2 separate regions of the Macaca mulatta genome follow, and region 2 is linked to region 1. The links are chromatin contacts, called in public Hi-C maps. All regions are on one chromosome and are shown on one strand. The core of a region is the stretch at or near the end of the contact, and the rest is flanking DNA. Distances in the headings are between cores, read along the strand shown. Region 1 overlaps SSC4D (scavenger receptor cysteine rich family member with 4 domains). Region 2 has its middle 15 kb from the start of HSPB1.

Region 1 (5,257 bases), core at 1,474-3,973:
GTCAGGAGATCAAGACCATCCTGGCTAACATGGTGAAATCCCGTCTCTACTAAAAATACAAAAAAGTAGCTGGGTGTGGTGGCGGGCGCCTGTAGTCCCAGCTACGTGGGAGGCTGAGGTAGGAGAATGGTGTGAACCTGGGAGGCGGAGCTTGCAGTGAGCTGAGATCACGCTACTGCACTCCAGCCTGGGCGACAGAGCAAGACTCGGTCTCAAGAAAAAAAAAAAAAAAAAAAAAAAAATTGGCACTGGGTGCGGTGGCTCATGCCTGCAATCCCAGCACTTTGGGAGGCTGAGGAGGGAGGACTGCTTGTGCCCAGGAGCTGGACAGCAGCCTGGGCAACATAGCAAGACCCTGTCTCTGAAAACAAAACAAAACAAAGCAAAAAAAATAAAAATTAGCTGGGCGTGGTGGTGGTGGTGTGTGCCTTGTAGTCCCAGGTACTTGGGAGGCTGAAGCAGGAGGATCGCTTGAGGCCAGGAGGTCAAGGCTGCAGTAGCCATGATTGTGCCACTGAATTCCAGCCTGGATGACAGAGCAAGACTGTCTCAAACATAAATAAGATGGGGCCAGATGCAAAAGCTCATGCCTGTAATCACACCACTTTGGGAGCCCAAGGCTGGAAGATCACTTGAGGTCAGGAGTTAGAGACCAGCCTGGCCAACATGGTGAAACCCCATCTGTACTAAAAATACACACAAACAAAATTAGCTGGGTGTGGTGCCACATGCCTATAATCCCACCTAGTGGGGAGGCTGAGGCACGAGAATCGCTTGAACCTGGGAGGTGGGGGTTGTGCCATTGCACTCCTGCTTAGGTGAAAGAGCAAGACTTCATCTCAAAAAAATAATATAACAAATAAATAAGTAAGATGAGCATTAGTCCAGATCCAGAGTCTCAGGACTGGGAGAAAGCGTGCAAACATTTTTGAGTGATCCGTGACGTGTGCTGGGTGCTTTATGTCTGCTCTCTCCCTGGTCCTCTGCTCGTAATCCCAGTACCCTAGCCCCAGGCCGGTTGTTTGGAGATTGTGATTACATCCTATTGTGTCCCCTGGAGGTCATCATGGTCTCCATGGTCTCCCCCAACCCCCTGGGCTCCCAGAACTACATTCTGAATTTTTTCATTGCTCTGCTCAGGACAGGATCCTTATCCCCTCATTCTGATCTCACCTCTAGGAATCTCCAGATTTCTCTAGTTTAAAGCTCACCTCCTTCTTTCTGGATACCATATTCCCACAAGGGAGGCCTGAGACCAACCAAAAGGACAAGACTTCCAGGTCCTGGTGTTAATCTGCTGAGCTTTATAACCCAGGCTGTGACCTCCCCCAATCCATGTCCTTCAGACCCTCATGCCTCCACCCACTTTCAGGGGATTATAGGCACCTACCGTCTCTGGGCCGAGGAGTGGGCACCCGCGTGGTCTCAGAACCGTCCTGCTGGACTTGCAGTCCCAGCTCCTCTGGGCCTGGTTCAGGAAGGACAGAGATAAAGAGGTGGCTGTCACAATGGGGAGCATGTTCCTTAGGGCCAGGTTCCCTGCTCGCCCCAGGAAAGCCTGTCCTAGGGACAAAAAGGACTTCACAGGTTCCTGAAGAACTGCTCCCCTTGATCAGAAACGGGGGTTGTGTCACTGGGTGGGGGCAGTGGCTCACACCTGTAATCCCAGCACTTTAAGAGGTCAAGGTAAGGCTGGTCATGGTGGCTCACGCCTATAATCCTAGCACTTTGGGAGGCCGAGGCAGGTGGATCACCTGAGGTCAGGAGTTCGTAGAACAGCCTGGCCAACATGGTGAAACCCTGTCTCTATTAAAACTACAAAAATTAGCCAGACATGGTGGCATGCGCCTGTAGTCCCAGCTACTCGGGAGGCTGAGGCAGGAGAATCGCTTGAACCTGGGAGGTGGAGGTTGCAGTGAGCCACTGCACTTCAGCCTGGGTGACAGACTGAGACTCTGTCTCGGGAAAAAAAAAAAAAGTCAAGGTGAGAGGATCGCTTGAGACCAGGAGTTCGAGAGTAGCCTGGGCAAAACAGCGAGACCTCATCTCTATAAAAAATACAAAAATTACCCAGGTACGGCGGCATGCCCCTTGTAGTCCCAGCTACTCTGGAGGTTGAGCAGGGCAGGATTGCGTGAGCCCAGGAGTTTAAGGCTGCAGTGAACTATGATCATGCCACTGCACCCCAGTCTGGGTGACAGAGCAAGACTCTGTCTCAAAAGATTAAAAAAAAAAAAGAAGAAATAGGGGTTGTGCCTCTCCAAACCTTGGCCCCAAAGCAGAACCTTTTGTGGCCAAAACTATGGGAAGTAGGGCCTACTAGCCCTGGGGCACCAAATGAGGGCGAAGACATCAATTCCCACAACAATCAATGAATTTCACAATGTTCTGCCAAACTGCAAACACCCCTTTCCATTGATTCCGCCCAAAGGTCACACGCTAGCTCTGGTAAGGGTGATCCACTCTGCTTAATAGAGTTTTGCTGGGTCTAGGTTTAGCCGGGAGCAAACGGCCCTGCCCTTTACGGACTTGATGCCTTTCTCGAACAGGGATCGGCCTTAGCCCTGACCTTCGGACACCGCCCCTCACCGCTGCACCACGCGGCCCTCCCCAGGCCCCGCCCCATTTTCCACTGCAGCAGGCTCTCCGTTCCGGCCCCGCCCCGCCGCGCAGCCGCAGGGCGCACAGACGGCGGGGCGGCTCCCCTCTGCGGAGTGCGCATGCTCCCCGGGCGGCAGTGCCGCAGAGAGGCCTCACGCGTGGCCCCGCCCAGGCCGCGCCCGGCCCCGCCCCGCCCCTCCCACGCCGCAGTGCGCGGCCCCGCGGGAGGCCTCACCTGCGCAGAGCGCGCCCGCGTCCTCGTGGTGGCCGCAGTTGTGCTGGCCCCAGCCCAGGTGGAAGCAGTCACTCAGGCGGGCCTCGGTGCCGGCGCAGCCCACGTTGTCCAGCAGCACGGGGCCGCGGCCGTAGCCGAAGTGGCCCAGGCCCGTGGCGCCCAGCGCGGGCCCGCAGCCCGCCTCACGGCAGGCCACGCGCGCGTCCGCAAAGTCCCAGTCATCGTCGCACACGGTGCCCCAACCCCCGGCGTGCAGCACCTCCACGCGGCCGCGGCACGGGCCCGGGCCGCCCACCAGCCGCAGCCGCCCGCCTGCGGGGTGCATAGGCTCGCGGCTAGAGGGGCTGGGCTGGGGCTGCCGGCTCCCGGGCATAGCCCCAGCCCTACCCTCCCCCACCCCCCGCAGACCCCGGGCACCGCCACTTACTTTTCTTCCCCGCGGCCCAGGCGGCGGTGGTGAGCAGTGCCGTCTCCCGGGAAGGCTGGGGGCCAACTCCTGTAGCTGCGGAGACAGAGCATCTAGAGCGTTCGCAGGGATCGAGGAGGCCTTCTGTCCTGCAGCAGGGCACGGGGACGCCTACCAAGACCCCCCAACCCTACCACACCCGTACCCCCACTCAGCTGCAACCCCAGAAGTCACCGCGTTGTCTGGCGCGCGTTGGGATCTCGGGGAAACTTGGTTGAATTAACCGAAAGCTAATTCTATGTATTACCCTAACTTCAGGTCCAGGGATAGTTCATATCCTAATTTCAACTGCACTGCTAACCTTGATTCAACCTTCATCTCAATCGACCCCCTCGTAAGGTCTCTCAATTCCCAATCTCAGCATCGTCCCATTGGGGAAAAAAAAAAATGAACTTCGAGACAGGGTCTTGCTCTGTCGCCCAGGCTGGAGTGCAGTGATGCAGTCATAGCTCACTGCAGCCTAGAACTCCCGGCCTCAAGCGATCCTCCTGCCTCGGTTTTCCAAAGTGCTAGGACTGGCACAAGCCACGATGCCCAGCTAGTTTTATTTATTTATTTATTTATTTATTTATTTATTTATTTATTTATTTATTTTGATACAGAGTCTCACTATGTCGCCCAAACTGCAGTGCAGTGGTGCAATCTGGGCTCTCTGCAACCTCCGCCTGCCAGGCTCAAGCGATTCTCCTGCCTCAGCCTTCCAAGTATCTGGGATTACAGGCGCCCGGCTAATTTTTGTATTTTTATTTATTTCTTTTTAATTTTTGTATTTGTAGTAGAGATGGGATTTCACCATGTTGGCCAGGCTGGTCTCAAACTCCAACCTCAAGTGATCCACCTGCTTCAGCCTCCCAGAGTGCTGGGATTACAGGCGTGAGCCACTATGCCTGGCAATTTAAATATATATACATATATTTAGAGACAGGGTCTAGCTGCGTTGCCCAGGATGGTCTTCAGCTGACCTCAACCGATCCTCCCGCCTGTTTCCCAAAGTGCTGGGATTACAGGAGTGAGCCACCACCCACATCCCAAATTTTACTTCTGTGCTTTGAAGAAATCTCTTACTGCCTCCTCCCACCCCGCTGAGGTTTTCAGAGCTCTGAGTTTCATCATCCTTGCTCTGTCTGCTCATAATTCTCTCACCCACCTCTGCACCATCTGGCCAAAGCCCTGGCCTGTTAGCCAGGGCCCCCGCCTGTGGATCCAGAACATTCTTCCCAGTTCCCAGCCGCACCCACCGTGCCCCTAACATTCCCGCCTGGAGGGCTGAGCTCTTTACCGGATTGATCTGTGTGCCAAGCCCAGTCCTGTCTTGTGGCCGAGGATGGCAGTGCTGTGAGCGGTGGGGGACCCAGGACTAGGGCAGGAGAGAAGGGGCAGGGTCAGAGGCTGAGATTCTGGTCCCTGGTCAGCCATGGGCTGTCAGGGGAGGATAGGAGGGTCTCCCTGGAGGAGAGAATAGATGTTACTTCCAGGTCTGGTAGCCCAGCCGTAGCGGGGGTCTAAGGAGGCCTGTCCCCACTTTGATAGTCGTAATTCGCTTGTGCTGTGAGGTGTACACTTCAGTTTATACAGGGCTCTCACAGACACGCTTTCATTTCTTTCCAATGTCCCATGTTCTCATCAGAAGCCCACTGTGTCCAACAGACATGGAGTACAGAAGGCCTTGCCCATCAGGGAGGACTATACACAGTCCTGAGTTCCCTTTATCCTCCTCTTTTCTTTTTATTGAGACGGAGTTTCACTCTTGTTGCCCAGGCTGGAGTGCAATGCTGCAATCTCAGCTCACTGCAACCTCTGCCTCCCAGGTTCAAGCGATTCCCCTGCCTCAGCTTCCCAAATAGCTGGGATTACAGGTGCCCGCCACCACGCCTGGCTAACTTTTGTATTTTTTTAGTAGAGACAGAGTTTCACCATGCTGGCCAGGCTGGTCTCCTGACCTCAGGCGATCCGCC
Region 2 (5,257 bases), core at 1,794-4,293, 75 kb before region 1:
CAGCCTTGAATTCCTGGACTCCAGCTATCCTCCTGCCTCAACTTCCCAAGTAGCTGGGACTACAGGTATTTGTCAATATGCCTGGCTAATTTTGTAATTTTTGGTAGGGACAGGGTCTCATTATGTTGCCCAGGCTGGTCTGGAACTCCTGGCTTCCAGCGATCCTCCTGCCTCAGCCTCCCAAAGTGCTGGGATTACAGGCTTAAGTCTCTGCACCCGGCCACTGTGAAGTCTTTAGAATGCTGCCCAGAGCAGATAGTAAGCACTCAGTCACTGCTAGACATTTTTGAGGTAGGTTGTATTATTCCCATTTTACAGATGTGGAAACTGACACTCTAAAAGGCTAAATACCTTAGGAGATTATGTCACTTAACTAGGACATGGTGGGATGAGAATCCAAATCCTGAGCTCTTAAGCTTTCATTCCCCAACAGCCCTTTATTCAGAAAAACGAGACATTGGGTTGGGCACAGTGGTTTTCACCTGTAATCCCAACACTTTGGGAGACTGAGGCTTGAGGTTAGGTATTCGAGACCAGTCTGGGCAACAGAGTGAGACTCTGTTTCTACAAAAAAAAAAAAAAAAAAAAAAGAAAGTCAGTTGGGTGTGGTGGTGCACACCTATAGTCTCAGCTACTCAGAGCCCAGGAGTTGGAGGCTCCAGTGAGCTATGATTGCACCGCTGCACTCCGGTACAGCCTGGGCAACAGAGTGACACCCGGTCTCTAAAAAAGAAAGAAAAAGGGCCGGGCGCGGTGGCTCAAGCCTGTAATCCCAGCACTTTGGGAGGCCGAGACGGGTGGATCACGAGGTCAGGAGATCGAGACCATCCTGGCTAACACGGTGAAACCCCGTCTCTACTAAAAATACAAAAAAAACTTAGCCGGGCGAGGTGGCAGGCACCTGTAGTCCCAGCTACTCGGGAGGCTGAGGCAGGAGAATGGCGTGAACCCGGGAGGCGGAGCTTGCAGTGAGCTGAGATCTGGCCACTGCACTCCAACTCCAGCCTGGGTGACAGAGTGAGACTCCGTCTCAAAAAAAAAAATAAAATAAAGAAAAATAAAATAGACATTGCTGAGTGACAGAAATCCCACCTTTCTAAACAGTCAGCAGCCACACTGAAGCTGATTTTTAATTCCTTTTTTTTTTTTTTTTTTTTTTTTTGAGACAGAGTCTCGCTTAGCCGCCCAGGCTGGAGTGCAGTGGCGCGATCTCGGCTCACTGCAAGCTCCGCCTCCCGGGTTCACGCCATTCTCCTGCCTCAGCCTCCCGAGTAGCTGGGACTACAGGCGCCCGCCGCCTCGCCCGGCTAATTTTTTGCATTTTTAGTAGAGACGGGGTTTCACAGTGTTAGCCAGGATGGTCTCGATCTCCTGACCTTGTGATCCGCCCGCCTCGGCCTCCCAAAGTGCTGGGATTACAGGCGTGAGCCACCGCGCCTGGCCTGATTTTTAATTCCTAAATCCAGCCTTGATAGTGACTTGCGCAACACGTCTCCCTCTACGCCTGAGATTATACAACTCTATAGGCAGGAGACGGGAAGGTGTTTTTATTCAATTCAAAAAACTGGGAGTTTTTATTCAATTTCTGACATCTTTCAGGACTGATGATGGCGGAGAGCCCTGGCCCTGGCTGGCCGCCGCTGTTCGATTCAAAGTTATCACCATCAGGACACGGTGGGAGGGAAGGGCATTTGAGCAGAGGACCTTGGAAGGCACACAGGAGGCTGATGGGGCTGTAACACCTGGGGCACGCGGGCAGCCGAGGTTGGACAGGCAGGGTGGGACCTAGCTGTGGAGGGCCTGGGATACCAAAGAGAGGCAGGGCTTGGCCTCAGTGTCCCCAGGACACCAGATCTGCTCCCTCCCTCACTGTTGCACCATGGCTCCCGCGTGTAAAGTGATGGAACCCGTCAGACCCAGGTCACCACCAGAAACCGCCCGGCTGTTGTGTGCATCGGGGGTCAGGAGTTTCCTCTTCTGCAATCTGGGAATAACGCAGACCTCCCAGGGCTGTTTCCAGAAGGAGAGATGTGTAGGTAAGAAAGGGTAGCAAACCAGTACGGGCCGGGACACGAGCGATCACGTCACTGTTCACATGGGGAAAAGAAGGGCAGGCGTGGGACCAAGGGCCCACCACGAGCCCAAGGCTCCGTCCTCCCAAGCACGTAACAAAGGTGCAGGCGGAAGACGGAGGAGAGAGGAGCGGGTGAAATTGGGAGATAAAGCTCCCCAGTGGATAGAAGGCCGGGTCTGCAACAAATGAAACCCTGGGGCCGCTGAGGGGGCCGATTCTGGGGCAGAGACCCAGGCCCTAGCAACAGGCCGACCATTGGCGGAGCGGGGACACGCTGGCCTGTGATTGGCTCTTACCATGCCCGAGGGGAAGGCGGCCGCCCCCGGGGCGGGGCTACAAACAAAGCCGTTGCCCCGCCCGGCCCACATCCGGGCTTCTGTGTAGTCCGGGTTCCCTGGACTCTGCGTGGTCCCAGCACGCGATCTTACGTCGAGCAACCCGGGGGACAGAGGCGAGCCAGTGCGTGCCGGGGCCAGGGCCGAACGGCTCGCCAGTGCAAAGCAGGCCCCTTGGGGAGACGGCAGGCAGCAAAAGGCTTCCTTGGCAGGGGTTCTGGGCGTTTGGGGAGGGGAGGTGCTCAGAGATAGGGCCGAGGATGGAGCTCCCAGGTGGGTTGGAGCCGTGGGTGGCTGGGCTCGAGGGCGCTGTTGCAGTCCGGGGTCTGGAAGAGGCGATCCCCGGGAAAGCCAGCTTCAGAGCCGGGAGAGGTCGGCAAGGGACCTACTGCAGGAGCCCCCAGGTGGGGGTAGGGAGGGGGCCCAGACCTGTGCCAGGAGGGATGCTGAATCCCCATCGCCTAGCTCCGGGGCCTTGCAAACCAGCAGCACTGCAGCATTTTGTAGCTCAAGGAATGGGGCAGGGGCGGCCAGACCAGCTGTGGCTGGTGCGTGATTGAGGCCCTGAGGGATGGGGCCAATGCTGTTTTGCTGTGTTTTGTACTTACTCAGTTTCATTTTGGCTGTCACCACTAGGCGAAAGAAATCGAAGCGCTAACGTACCACGGGGAGCAATGATGATTACTCATTTTGCCCCCGCCCCAGCAGCGGGAGGTGGCATTTGTTTGACTTTGGAGATTTGGACGGTATTTAGGGAGATTACATGAAAAAAAGACTCACCCCAAAATGCTTGCAGTCAGCTACAAGCTGCCCTGTCCTTTATACCTTTTAGCCTTTATTTCCTGAGTCTATCTTGTCTGCTTCTAATGTAGTCTCCTGATTTAGGGCAAGAGAATATTTTTCACTCTTGGTCTGCCCACTACCCACATTCCTTGTCCGAGGATTTACTCGGCAAACTTAGCAGGCAAAACCCCTTGTCAACTATAACACCAAAAAATACCGTCTCTTGGAAGGCAGTCTGCTTTGATAAACCTAATGGAATAAAAAATGAGTTTCCTATCTGGCTTTAAAGAACAGACAACCCAGCTGGGCGTGGTGGCTCACACCTGTAACCAACACTTTGGGAGACCGAGGCAGGAGGATCGCTTAAGCCCAGGCATTCAAGACCAGCCTGGGCAACATAGTATAGTAAGACCCAGTCTCTACAAAAAAAAAAAAAAAAATTTAAATTAGCCAGGCCAGACAGCCCAGCCAATTGGGACGCTGAGGCAGGATTCCTTTGAGTCTAGGAGGTGGAGGCTGTAGTGAGCTATGACTGCACCACTGCACTCCAGCCTGGTCAACAGAGCGAGATCCTATCTCAAAACAACAAAAAAACTGACAACCAATGAAACCTCATCTGTAAAATCTGGCTTCAGGTTAAGAGAGTAAAAAGAGGCTTTCGTGTGGCCAGGTGCGGTGGCTTATGCCTGGTAATCCCAGCTCTTCAGGAGGCCGAGGCGGGCAAATCACGAGGTCGGGAGTTCAAGACCAGCTTGGCCAAAATAGAGAAATCCTGTCTCTACTAAAAATACAAAAAAAATTAGCCAGGCGTGGTGGTGTGTGCCTGTAATCTACTTGGGAGGCTGAGGCAGGAGCATCGCGTGAACCTGGGAGGCGGAAGTTGCGGTGAGCCAGTATGGCGCCATTGCACTCCATCTCCGGGAGGCAGTGTGAGACTCTGTCTCAGAAAAAAAAAAAAAAAAAAAGACTTTCATGTATCTTATCAGCTCCTAAGAGCCAATGAGTGGTAGGGTAATTTACCCATCACAGTGGGAAGAACTAATTTAACACCAAGACTGTGATTCCCCTATTGCAGTTCCAGTATGAAGGAAGCGTCTCAGGCATGCTTCTGGTTCCTGAGTTAACTCTAGTGAATAAGATGGGCTGTGCTGTCTCCCCACCATAGGGGCAGAACAGCTGCAGACCACCAGGACCCAGCTGGCCAAGTGAGGATGTAAGTCAAAGCCAGTGCTTATTAAAGCACCTAATGCTGGCCGGGCGCGGTGGTTCAAGCCTGTAATCCCAGCACTTTGGGAGGCTGAGACGGGTGGATCACGGGGTCAGAAGATCGAGACCATCCTGGCGAACACGGTGAAACCCCGTCTCTACTAAAAAAAATACCAAAAAAAAAAAAAAACTAGCCAGGCGAGGTGACGGGCGCCTGTAGTCCCAGCTACTCGGGAGGCTGAGGCAGGAGAATGGCGTAAACCCGGGAGGCGGAGCTTGCAGTGAGCTGAGATCCGGCCACTGCACTCCAGCCTGGGAGACAGAGTGAGACTCCATCTCAAAAAAAAATAAAAATAAAAAATAAAGCACCTAATGCTGTACTTTTCCCATCCAGGGGAGGCAGGAGAGGATTGAGGAGGCAAATCCCTGAGCCCAGAAGACTCCAGTCAGAAAACAAGATGGTCCCCATGGGTAGTGGCCAGTCCCTCTGGCCTTTCAGAGCAGTGGCTTTGGCCTTGTCCACTTAGGTGACAGGCTCTGCTGCTGGTAGCTGCTTAAGAGCACAAAGTGAACCAGTGAGAAGGTTAAATGGAGGAGAAAGCAAAGTTTTTACACAAGACAAAAAAAAGTACCCCAACAAGGACAGGAAACAAGCTAAATGACATAGGCACAAACAACTGGACAAACCCAGAACGTGGGGCCTTAAGACTGGCAAGTAGCCTGGTCTCGAAGAAGCCAGTATCAGGCCCAGGCACAGTGGCTCATGCCCATTAATTCTAACACTTCAGGAGGCCAGGGTGAGAGGATCGCTTGAGGCCAGGAATTCAGGAACAACCTAGGCAGCATACCCATCTTTACA

Evidence for each region. A called contact is a pair of places that touch in the nucleus more often than the background predicts.
Region 2: a contact with region 1 is called in a Hi-C map of blood, with 5 times the contacts expected there. The contact joins two enhancer-like sites. A contact is called at or near these places in 2 of 14 Hi-C or Micro-C datasets (blood and liver).

The regions. Positions count from the first base shown.
Region 1 is chr3:49,958,762-49,964,018 of T2T-MMU8v2.0, reverse strand. It overlaps SSC4D (scavenger receptor cysteine rich family member with 4 domains), which reads right to left. Exons shown (of 11, transcript XM_028845640.2): 7 at 4,582-4,659; 8 at 3,264-3,338; 9 at 2,837-3,148; 10 at 1,391-1,468. Among named protein-coding and RNA genes, the nearest start is that of SSC4D, 18 kb to the right of the region's middle. Within about 2 kb of position 2,723, at least 34 of the 40 cell types and tissues checked have an H3K27ac peak or open chromatin away from gene starts, as enhancers often do. A contact at or near this core is called in blood, where this site is marked.
Region 2 is chr3:50,033,952-50,039,208 of T2T-MMU8v2.0, reverse strand. No RefSeq gene overlaps it. Among named protein-coding and RNA genes, the nearest start is that of HSPB1, 15 kb to the left of the region's middle. Within about 2 kb of position 3,043, at least 36 of the 40 cell types and tissues checked have an H3K27ac peak or open chromatin away from gene starts, as enhancers often do. A contact at or near this core is called in blood, where this site is marked.